Regions from separate parts of the Mus musculus genome. Here regions 1 and 3 are each linked to region 2. A link is a contact called in public Hi-C and HiChIP or PLAC-seq data. All regions are on one chromosome and are shown on one strand. The core of a region is the stretch at or near the end of the contact, and the rest is flanking DNA. Distances in the headings are between cores, read along the strand shown. Region 1 has its middle 34 kb from the start of Ostm1. Region 2 has its middle 18 kb from the start of Scml4. Region 3 has its middle 6.5 kb from the start of Gm5079.

Region 1 (2,851 bases), core at 201-2,700, 130 kb before region 2:
TCCTGCTATGTTTTCGTCTTCTCAGATCTCTGATGATGTTAAAGCTAACTGTACTCTTACCAGTTTGCTGCATGGTCACTACATTTTATATATGAAAACCAGACCTTGATTTTTCTAGAGCTATTAGGTGTCCTGGTGAGAAAGATAAGCTCACAAAGCCAGATTTCAATGTAGCTTTTTGCTATTCCTTTATTCAAAGGAACTTGCTTGGCAATAACTGCTCTCAGCAATCAACCATTTGTGCTTCTTGATAACTGATTAGATTAAAGAATAGAACTTAAAAATAATACATGATGTCAAAAATTAAAAGTTTTGGCATAATAATGGAGTTCTGATATTTAAAAATGCTTCTCATTATGCTGAAAACATCTGTCACACACACACACACACACACACACACACACACACACACACATCGCCCTCTGAACAAATTAAAAAAAAGTGCTTCTTACCTCAAAATCATTTTGGGGTCCCTAAGCTTACACTGTGACTCCAAGGTGTGAGCCTACTTCATCAGTTTACTAATCTCTTTTGTAAGCTTCAGGTTCTTAGAGTTCATAAAGTTTAACTCCTGTCCCTAGTCTGTATATGTCTCAGCAGATTTCCATTTGGCTGACAGACTCCATCCAGGAATCAGCTGCAGACTGCAAACTGCTCCAAAAGTGATCTGCACCATGCCAGTGTGCCCTGGACTTGCTGGAAGCTGACGTGAACCAGTCCAGCTGATGTGACTGCTCCCAGTCTCTGTAGCTGGGTCAGCTAACCTGATGCTTCCGATGATGAAGGCCCTCCAGGCCTTTGGCTAACATTCCAGCTGTCCTAGGTGCTGATAAGATCATTCTAACTTCAGCTGAGAAGCAGTAACAGAAGAGGGTACATTGCCCCTTATCCTCAACCAAGACTGCAGCGTTAGGTCCAAAGAAGCTCCCAGGCAAAGGGGACAAAATGGCTATGTACCATTCTATTGGCATACCAGGACATATCCTGGCCTCCTGGCTCCTTCACTATCAAAAAGGTACCTGTCAAAACTAAATACTTGGACCAACAAGAGGGAAGCAACCGGTACCAGTCCCTGGTCAACTGATCCCTCCACCTTTGACTCAGCCTCTGCAGGTCCCCTGATGTTCCTACTGATAGGCCATGGATCTTCTTATGTATTACAAATTTTGTTTCTATCAGATAGAAAAATGTTAACTCTTCGTTGGCATTATCAGCCCCTTCAGCCACTAGACATGTAAATTGCCTATCGAGGATTTGACAGGGACACATAAGACAAGAGGGGATTGAGAAACCAGCCAGATTTCATTTTGTGGTCAAGAGCCATTTTGATATGCTAGTTCAGCTAGGTTTCTGTTTACTATAAAACTTAAGTTTCTATTTCTAGGAATTTGGGCTGCATCACAGCCCTGTAACCATAGAATGTACTGTAACCAATGCTCCAGGGAGAATTGTCTGGTCTTGCTTCTGTAACCATGCTTGGTTGCAAAATCCCCACCCTGTGGTTTTGCCCTATAGAAAGGCTTGAGAAGTTGGCTGAGGGTTAATCTCTTGAAGTCCACTTTCGGGAGAGACAGCACTCCACCAGCTTTGCTGTGCACAGAGTAAAGTTTGCTTTGATTTGGCTATAATTTGTGGCTGGTGATCTCCTCTGTTGGTGAACTTAACATATGCATACATAAAAGTCAAAATAAATCTTTAAAACGATGGTGGTGAAGTTAAATTGTAGCTCTGTTTTGTGGTTAAGTCATTTAAATATCCGTTTCTTTATGTGTCTCTGTGTGTGCCTGGGTGTATATAGGTGCAGCACATGTATACGGGTGCAGTGAAGGCCATGCAAAGAACTGGACCCCTTAGAGCTGGACAGGCTGTTGGGAACCATCTGACGTGGGTGCTAGGAACCGAGCCCAGGTCCTCTGCAAGAGCATCAAGTGTCCTTAACCCCAGCCACCTCCCAAGCTCATGTGGTTAAGTCTTATTTAAAAACGACCTGTTTTTTTTCTTTTAGGTTCTAGTTTGGTTAGAAAGCAGTTTGGTATATTTTCTGATGGTCAGTAATGTGTGTGTGTGTGTACCTATACACACACATATACACAGAGAGAGAGAGAGGCACCCATGCACCCATACACATACACACAGTAATAAATAAATGTAATTTGAAAAATGTAAAGACTTCTAGGAGGTGGAGCCTGATGGTGAACTCCTTCAGTCCAGGCACTTTGGAGGCAGAAACAGGTGGATCTCTGCTGAGTTCCAGGTCAGCTCAGGCTAGAGTGAGACTTTGCCTCAAACAAACAAACAAACAAACAAACAAACACAAAACAAAACCCTCCAGAGTTTGAGAAATGACTCCATGGTGGAGAGCAAAGTGCACCCACTTCCAGCTCCAGAGGATCTGATGCCCTCTTCTACACACACACACACACACACACACACACACACACACACACACACACACACACAAATACAGCCCTTGAGAAAGAAAACGCGGTGCTTAACTTTTTTTTTTCCCTTTAACAAAATCCCATTAATTTCCTATGTAAATCAATACAGAAAAAAAAAAGTACAATTCAAGGACTGTGGTCTCAAACTGAATTTTCTGAACGCCAGTGGATCTTGTTTTAAACACCTGTAGTGTTGTGTTGCTTTGACATTTTTAGCGGCTCCAGAAGGAAATCTGATTTCAGAGAGGAGGAGAACCACTGTACATCACGTGACTAACGTGGTCCCAAGACCCTCACGTCCTACTCTTAGCTTTTGAGCCCTTTCCTACCCGCTCTTACACACACTGAGAAGTTGGTGACCTCTCCCTCAGGGGCTTTCTCCTTTCCTCAGATTTGGCTTAAGAGAAATC
Region 2 (2,700 bases), core at 77-2,576:
ACAGATCCTATCATATACAAAACACATGAAATACAGCTAGTCTGGAATATCCTTGATAGCCTGGCAGTCTGGAGCCCCAGGAGAGTGGCTCTTCAGTCTGGAGTCAAAAGGCATCTAATGGCAGGATTCCTTCCTCAGGAAAGAATGAGCCACTTCCTTAAGGCGTTCACCTGATTGGATGAGGCCAGGAAGGTGGGTAATCTGCTTGACTTGATCTAGTGGTTTAAACATCATTGCCCTTAAAAACCAAAACAAACAAACAAACAAAAACAAAAACAAACAAAAAGCCCCACCTCATAGCAACATCTCAGAAGCATTTGGGTAAAATCCAGACAGATAATCATAGCAAAACTGACGAAGAAAATCAGTCCCGTGAACACAGTGCTGGCTGCCTCCGCCCTTTAACAGCCTGGGGCACAGGAGGAGCTGAGGCAACTCTGGCTTCGCACTCAGGACACCTCCTACTGGAGGGCTGCTTGGTCTAGAGACTTATGGAAGGGCCATGAGGCTGAAGCTGCTGACGTCAACTGAGAGCGCAGGTTTCCGTCCTTTTGTTTGAGTCAGCAAGCCGAGCTGGGAAGTGCTGCGCTCGGGGGATGAGGAAGACATTCTCGGTGTACAGTCTTTTACTTGCACCTTAATTTTTTTTCACCTGATGTATATATTTTGCCTGTGAGATAGTGAGCCACGTGGTGTAATGCCCACGGAGGCCAGAAGAGGGTGCTGTGGCCCGGCTCCACCTGGAATTGGAGTTACAGACAGTTGTGGGCTGGGAACGGAACCAGATCCTCTGAAAGAGCAGTGAGTGCTCTTAACTGCTGGGCTGTCACTCTCGTCCTGTTTACACCTTTCAAACAAGCTCTATATTTGAGATGTCAATGACAGAAACCTCATGTGAGCTGAATATGCTTTACCACTGGCTACCTCCCCACCACTTAAGCCTATTTGAAGAGACAGAACCATCCTGTTCCGCCCAGGGGGTCATGTGGTGGGGTCTGAAGACACTAACTAGGCTGCCTTGACCTCACTAGAGCAGACTTCATTTGGCAAAGATGTCCTTAGACAAGGTTGTAATCTCTCCTGGGACATCCAGCCAGAGGCTTCATTTGCAGCAGGAACTGAGGACAGGGCAGATGCCGTGAGCAACTTGCGGTGGTAGTCACTGCAAAGTGACACTGAAAGTGATACTTTCAGATCAGTGGCCACTGAGGAAGCACTGTTCCCTGGGGACCCCCCTCTCCCTTGCTGGATTTTGGGATCAGGAACGCGTACATGCTTGACTAGCTATGGCCGCCAGGGGGCGCGAGGTAGCTGAGGAGGGTTGCTGGATGCTCAGGGTACCTGGCCCATGCCCTGAGTCCCACAGTGCTGTCCTCTATTTCCAGGACTCCTCCCAGCTATGTTCCTGCGGCAGCCCCTCTGGAGTTCAGGGTGGCTTGACCCATCTAGTTTTACAGGGCTGGTTCCGACTATCTCCCACCCTAGAGCCAGCTGCTTCTTCAAGGCTCTCTGGGAGCTGATGACAGTCGCTGTTCCTTCTCTTTTCGGCTGAGGTGGATAGCGCCAACCTCGTCCTCCTAAGGTGGGAGTGGACAGCTACCTTCACAGCTTCTGAAGAGCAGGGCCTTGGGGCCCTGGAGAAGGACTCAAAGGTCACCTGGCCATGCTGCAAATTCTATCCTTACAGGCACCCCATCACACTTATCTACAGCTCTGTCTAGAACTTACTGTGCGACGAAGATTAAGGTTTTACAAAAGGATACTCAATTAAATGTGAATTTCAGATAAACAACAAATTAATTTTTGTCATGTATATCCCATGAAGTATCTGAGACATATAATAACACAAAAAGAAATTCCTTATTTTTCTGATAAGCAAATTCAACTTTGAATCCACTGTTTTTTTGTTGGTTTTTTGTTTGTTTGTTTGTTTGTTTTTGTTTTTCCTGGATAGGAATGAGTTTTGGTGGAGGCAGGCAGGGAAGGGTTGGGGCTGAGGCAAAGTAGGCATGAAGGCTTGTAAGTTTTCTTAAAAGCCTTCTCTCTGTTACAGGAAGCTGTGGTACAGCTCTGCCCTGTGGCATTGGCTCCTCTCACATCGCCAACTCTTTCACTGATTAAAAGGAAGAGAAAAGAAACGAACCATCTTAATTATTTTAATCAGCAAAAATTGTGGCTCTTGATGCCTATGGCCTGTTTCCTTCTTGGGGACCTTAATAATTTGTATAATAACGTTTTAATTGTGCAAATCTGTGTTTTGCTATTTCAGGGCATTTGCTTCTGCACTGGGCTCTGAGCCACACAGGAACTGTCCCACTGGGCAGGAATATGACTGTCCTCATTTCACCTCTACCAGCCCTGAGCCAAGAGCCTTCTGGGAACTTCACATCTGGACACTGAGTTCACACCCAGTGAGTGGTGCACAGAACTCTGTGTCCATTACATGGCATTTGGGACAGACTCAGCCCAGTGTAATGGGGCAGATCTCTTCAAGGATCCCAGTAACACTGGTTGCCCTGTGCATAGCTCCTCTCTCACCCCTCTGTAGGGTCCCATCTGAGATGAGACTGGCTCTGCCATAGATACTTGCTTCTGTGGTCACGACCTTCATGCAAGTTCGTTTCATGTCAAATTTATATAAGATACACTGGAATTTGGGGAGAGAAAAACCTCAGGTGAGAAAGTACACCTAACAGATGG
Region 3 (2,700 bases), core at 58-2,557, 160 kb after region 2:
AATCCATCCCTTTTGTTTAAGCCTGGAAAGAATGCAACCCCGGCTACCATTCTGAGGTTGGCCTGCTTTGCCCACGGTTGACTTTCCCCCCTTGCCTTAGGAAGGCCAGAGGCCTACTTCCAGAGCTCACTCACCCACAACCTGCCCTTTCCTAAAAAGCCTTTCCCCCAAGCATTTGCAACAGCCTAAGGAAGAATGGTGTCATATGGAACATTCAAAGGAAGTATGTATGTTTACATGAGACTTGGGAGAAATTTAAGATTTTTTTGTTTGTTTTTGTTTTGTTTTTCCTTTTTTATCCTCAAAATCCAATGCTCTCTGCCCTTAGAAACTCATACATGCTGTTCCTGTGTCCTCTGTGAGCTGGCTTTGTGGCTGGGATCACCAGCACTCCCCACCCCCCTCCCCCACCACCTGTCCTGCCAGTCCCCCACCCCCTCCAACTCAAATTACCTGGACTTCTCAAGAGCTCCATCCTCAAGAAGTCACAAGGAAGCTGAGACCAGGGGCATTAGAAAGGAGAAGAGAACAGAGGGTCTACAGAGGTCAGTCCATGGCCCAGACTGAGGCTGGTGGCCGTCAGAGGGGACAGGAACCTACTGATCAAGCCAGTCAGTCCACACACATCAGACACTTGCTTCACGAGTCAAGGCTAGCTGCAGGCAAGCAGTGATCGGAAGTCAATACAGCAGAGAGCTGTGGGGGAGTCTCCCGGAGCATTCCGATGTATTGGCTTAGGAAACTGGTCATGTCTGCAAAGCAGAGTCCTCATTTGAAAAAAGAATTTTCCGTGTGTGTCTCAGGTAAGAAGATGGAGGTATTTGCCTTTTCTGTCACTCAGGATGAGGGATTACTTTTCCATCCTCTGCATCAGCCCCCAGGGGTGATACTTCAGTTATTCTGGAAAAAGAGGCGGTGTCCATGAAAGTAATTGTTGTAAAAGGCTTGGTCACACGAATGCTCATGTGTGCAGAAACTCTCCCTTCCCCAAAAGAATGACCCAGTGTGAGCATGCTGGAAAGGTCCAGGTGCTCTACTGCCTCAGTGTGGTTCTGTGTTCAGCACCACGTCTCTCTTGTGTGCTCAGCCTGAGAAGTGAGGGTGATGGTACCTACCTCAGGTCTAACAACACTCAGGCAATTAGCAAGCCTTAGATGTACCTTCACTAAAAGTTGAGGGGAGTGGCCCCTGATTCTTGGAGACTTCCTGCTAGAAATGAGAGGTTTACTCACTGTCACAAGACTAGCTGCAGGCTGAAGTTTAATCACCAGAGATGGATCCCATTGGCTGGTTTTGAGTAAACTGGGTGATGAACTGAGCTGTGGCCACTACACTTGGGACACAGGGCTCAGACCTGGGCTGTCTCACCCTGCTCGGGCTATAGTTTCCTCGCCCAGAAACAAGGCTCACACTGAGAATGGACCAAGCTGGTCTCAGTGACTGTGGTAGTGTCAGGCACACAGAAGTCTTACCATTTGTCCATCTGTTCAGTTTCTTGGTTGCCTGGTTGACATAGCCTCATTGTGATCCTGCCCTACTGGCTGCTGGCCTTGACCCAGTCGTGACGTGCCATGGAAGAAACCCTAGTTTGAAAAAAACAGACAGGAGTCTGTTCCGGGTAAACCACTCTTCCTGTTCCAGGAAATATGACATGAATAACCAAGTGACAGTGAATGCCTGTCACTTCTCACTCATTTTCTGAGTTGTTAGTAGAGCCATAATGCCTGTACCTCAGACAGTACCAGGACAGCCACATATTTGGTCTTGTTGAGCCAGGTATCAGGAAAAGAAGCTCTGATTTTTTTTCCCCTCCCCAAACACAATGTAAGGTCCTTTGATGTCTTTCTATCCTATGCTCACTGTGTAGGCACCGTGGAGGTGGTCTGAACTCTTTGATTATAATTGCCAAACTCCTCAGGCTGACTAAAGCCTGCTTAGCCTGGAGCCTCTGCTGAGTTGTGTCTTGGTCAGAAAAATCCCTTCATCGACATGCCTGCTTCTTTAGTATGGAGTAGGGATGGTGATGATAATGATGGTGGTGATGGTGATGATGGTGGTGGTGGTGGTGGTGATGGTGGTGATGGTGATGATGGTGGTGGTGGTGGTGATGGTGGTGGTGGTGATGGTGGTGATGGTGATGATCATGGTGGTGGTGATGATGGTGGTGGTGGTGGTGATGGTGGTGATGGTGGTGGTGATGATGGTGGTAGTGGTGATGGTGGTGGTGGTGATGATGGTGGTGGTGGTGGTGATGATGGTAGTAGTGGTGATGATGGTGGTGGTGGTGGTGGTGGTGGTGGTGGTGGTGGTGATGGTGGTGGTGATGGTGGTGGTGGTGGTGGTGGTGATGGTGGTGGTGGTGGTGATGATGGTGGTGGTGACGATGGTGGTGGTGGTGGTGATGATGGTAGTGGTGGTGGTGATGATGGTAGTGGTGGTGATGATGGTGGTGGTGGTGGTGGGTGATGGTGGTGGTGGTGGTGGTGGTGGTGGTGGTGGTGATGGTGGTGGTGGTGGTGGTGATGGTGGTGGTGGTGATGATGATGATGGTGGTGGTGATGGTGATGGTGGTGGTGGTGGTGGTGATGGTGGTGGTGGTGGTGGTGGTGGTGGTGGTGATGGTGATGGTGATGATCATGGTGGTGGTGATGATGGTGGTGATGGTGGTGGTGATGATGGTGGTGGCAGTGATGGTGATGG

What was found. HiChIP or PLAC-seq counts read pairs in DNA pulled down with a chosen protein or histone mark. Hi-C and Micro-C count contacts between places; a contact is called where the count stands out from the background.
Region 1: a contact with region 2 is called in a CTCF HiChIP or PLAC-seq map of CD8 T cells, with 6 read pairs. The contact joins two enhancer-like sites. A contact is called at or near these places in 1 of 15 datasets of contacts at CTCF or cohesin (CD8 T cells), 14 of 484 Hi-C or Micro-C datasets (B cells, CD8 T cells, LSK cells and 8 more), 1 of 115 datasets of contacts at active chromatin or transcription factors (large pre-B cells) and 2 of 9 other capture datasets (adipose tissue and liver).
Region 3: a contact with region 2 is called in a Hi-C map of Th1 cells, with 4 times the contacts expected there. The contact joins two enhancer-like sites. A contact is called at or near these places in 14 of 39 promoter capture datasets (the 3T3-L1 cell line, cranial neural crest, embryonic stem cells and 8 more), 7 of 15 datasets of contacts at CTCF or cohesin (CD8 T cells, the G1E-ER4 cell line, embryonic stem cells and 2 more), 187 of 484 Hi-C or Micro-C datasets (the AML12 cell line, B cells, the Ba/F3 cell line and 86 more), 22 of 115 datasets of contacts at active chromatin or transcription factors (CD8 T cells, T-cell acute lymphoblastic leukemia, astrocytes and 8 more) and 1 of 9 other capture datasets (embryonic stem cells).

The regions. Positions count from the first base shown.
Region 1 is chr10:42,711,766-42,714,616 of GRCm38.p6, forward strand. No RefSeq gene overlaps it. Among named protein-coding and RNA genes, the nearest start is that of Ostm1, 34 kb to the left of the region's middle. Within about 2 kb of position 1,451, at least 9 of the 459 cell types and tissues checked have an H3K27ac peak or open chromatin away from gene starts, as enhancers often do. A contact at or near this core is called in CD8 T cells, where this site is marked.
Region 2 is chr10:42,841,250-42,843,949 of GRCm38.p6, forward strand. No RefSeq gene overlaps it. Among named protein-coding and RNA genes, the nearest start is that of Scml4, 18 kb to the right of the region's middle. Within about 2 kb of position 1,327, at least 47 of the 459 cell types and tissues checked have an H3K27ac peak or open chromatin away from gene starts, as enhancers often do. A contact at or near this core is called in CD8 T cells, Th1 cells, memory CD8 T cells and 1 more, where this site is marked.
Region 3 is chr10:42,996,289-42,998,988 of GRCm38.p6, forward strand. No RefSeq gene overlaps it. Among named protein-coding and RNA genes, the nearest start is that of Gm5079, 6.5 kb to the left of the region's middle. Within about 2 kb of position 1,308, at least 27 of the 459 cell types and tissues checked have an H3K27ac peak or open chromatin away from gene starts, as enhancers often do. A contact at or near this core is called in CD8 T cells, Th1 cells, memory CD8 T cells and 1 more, where this site is marked.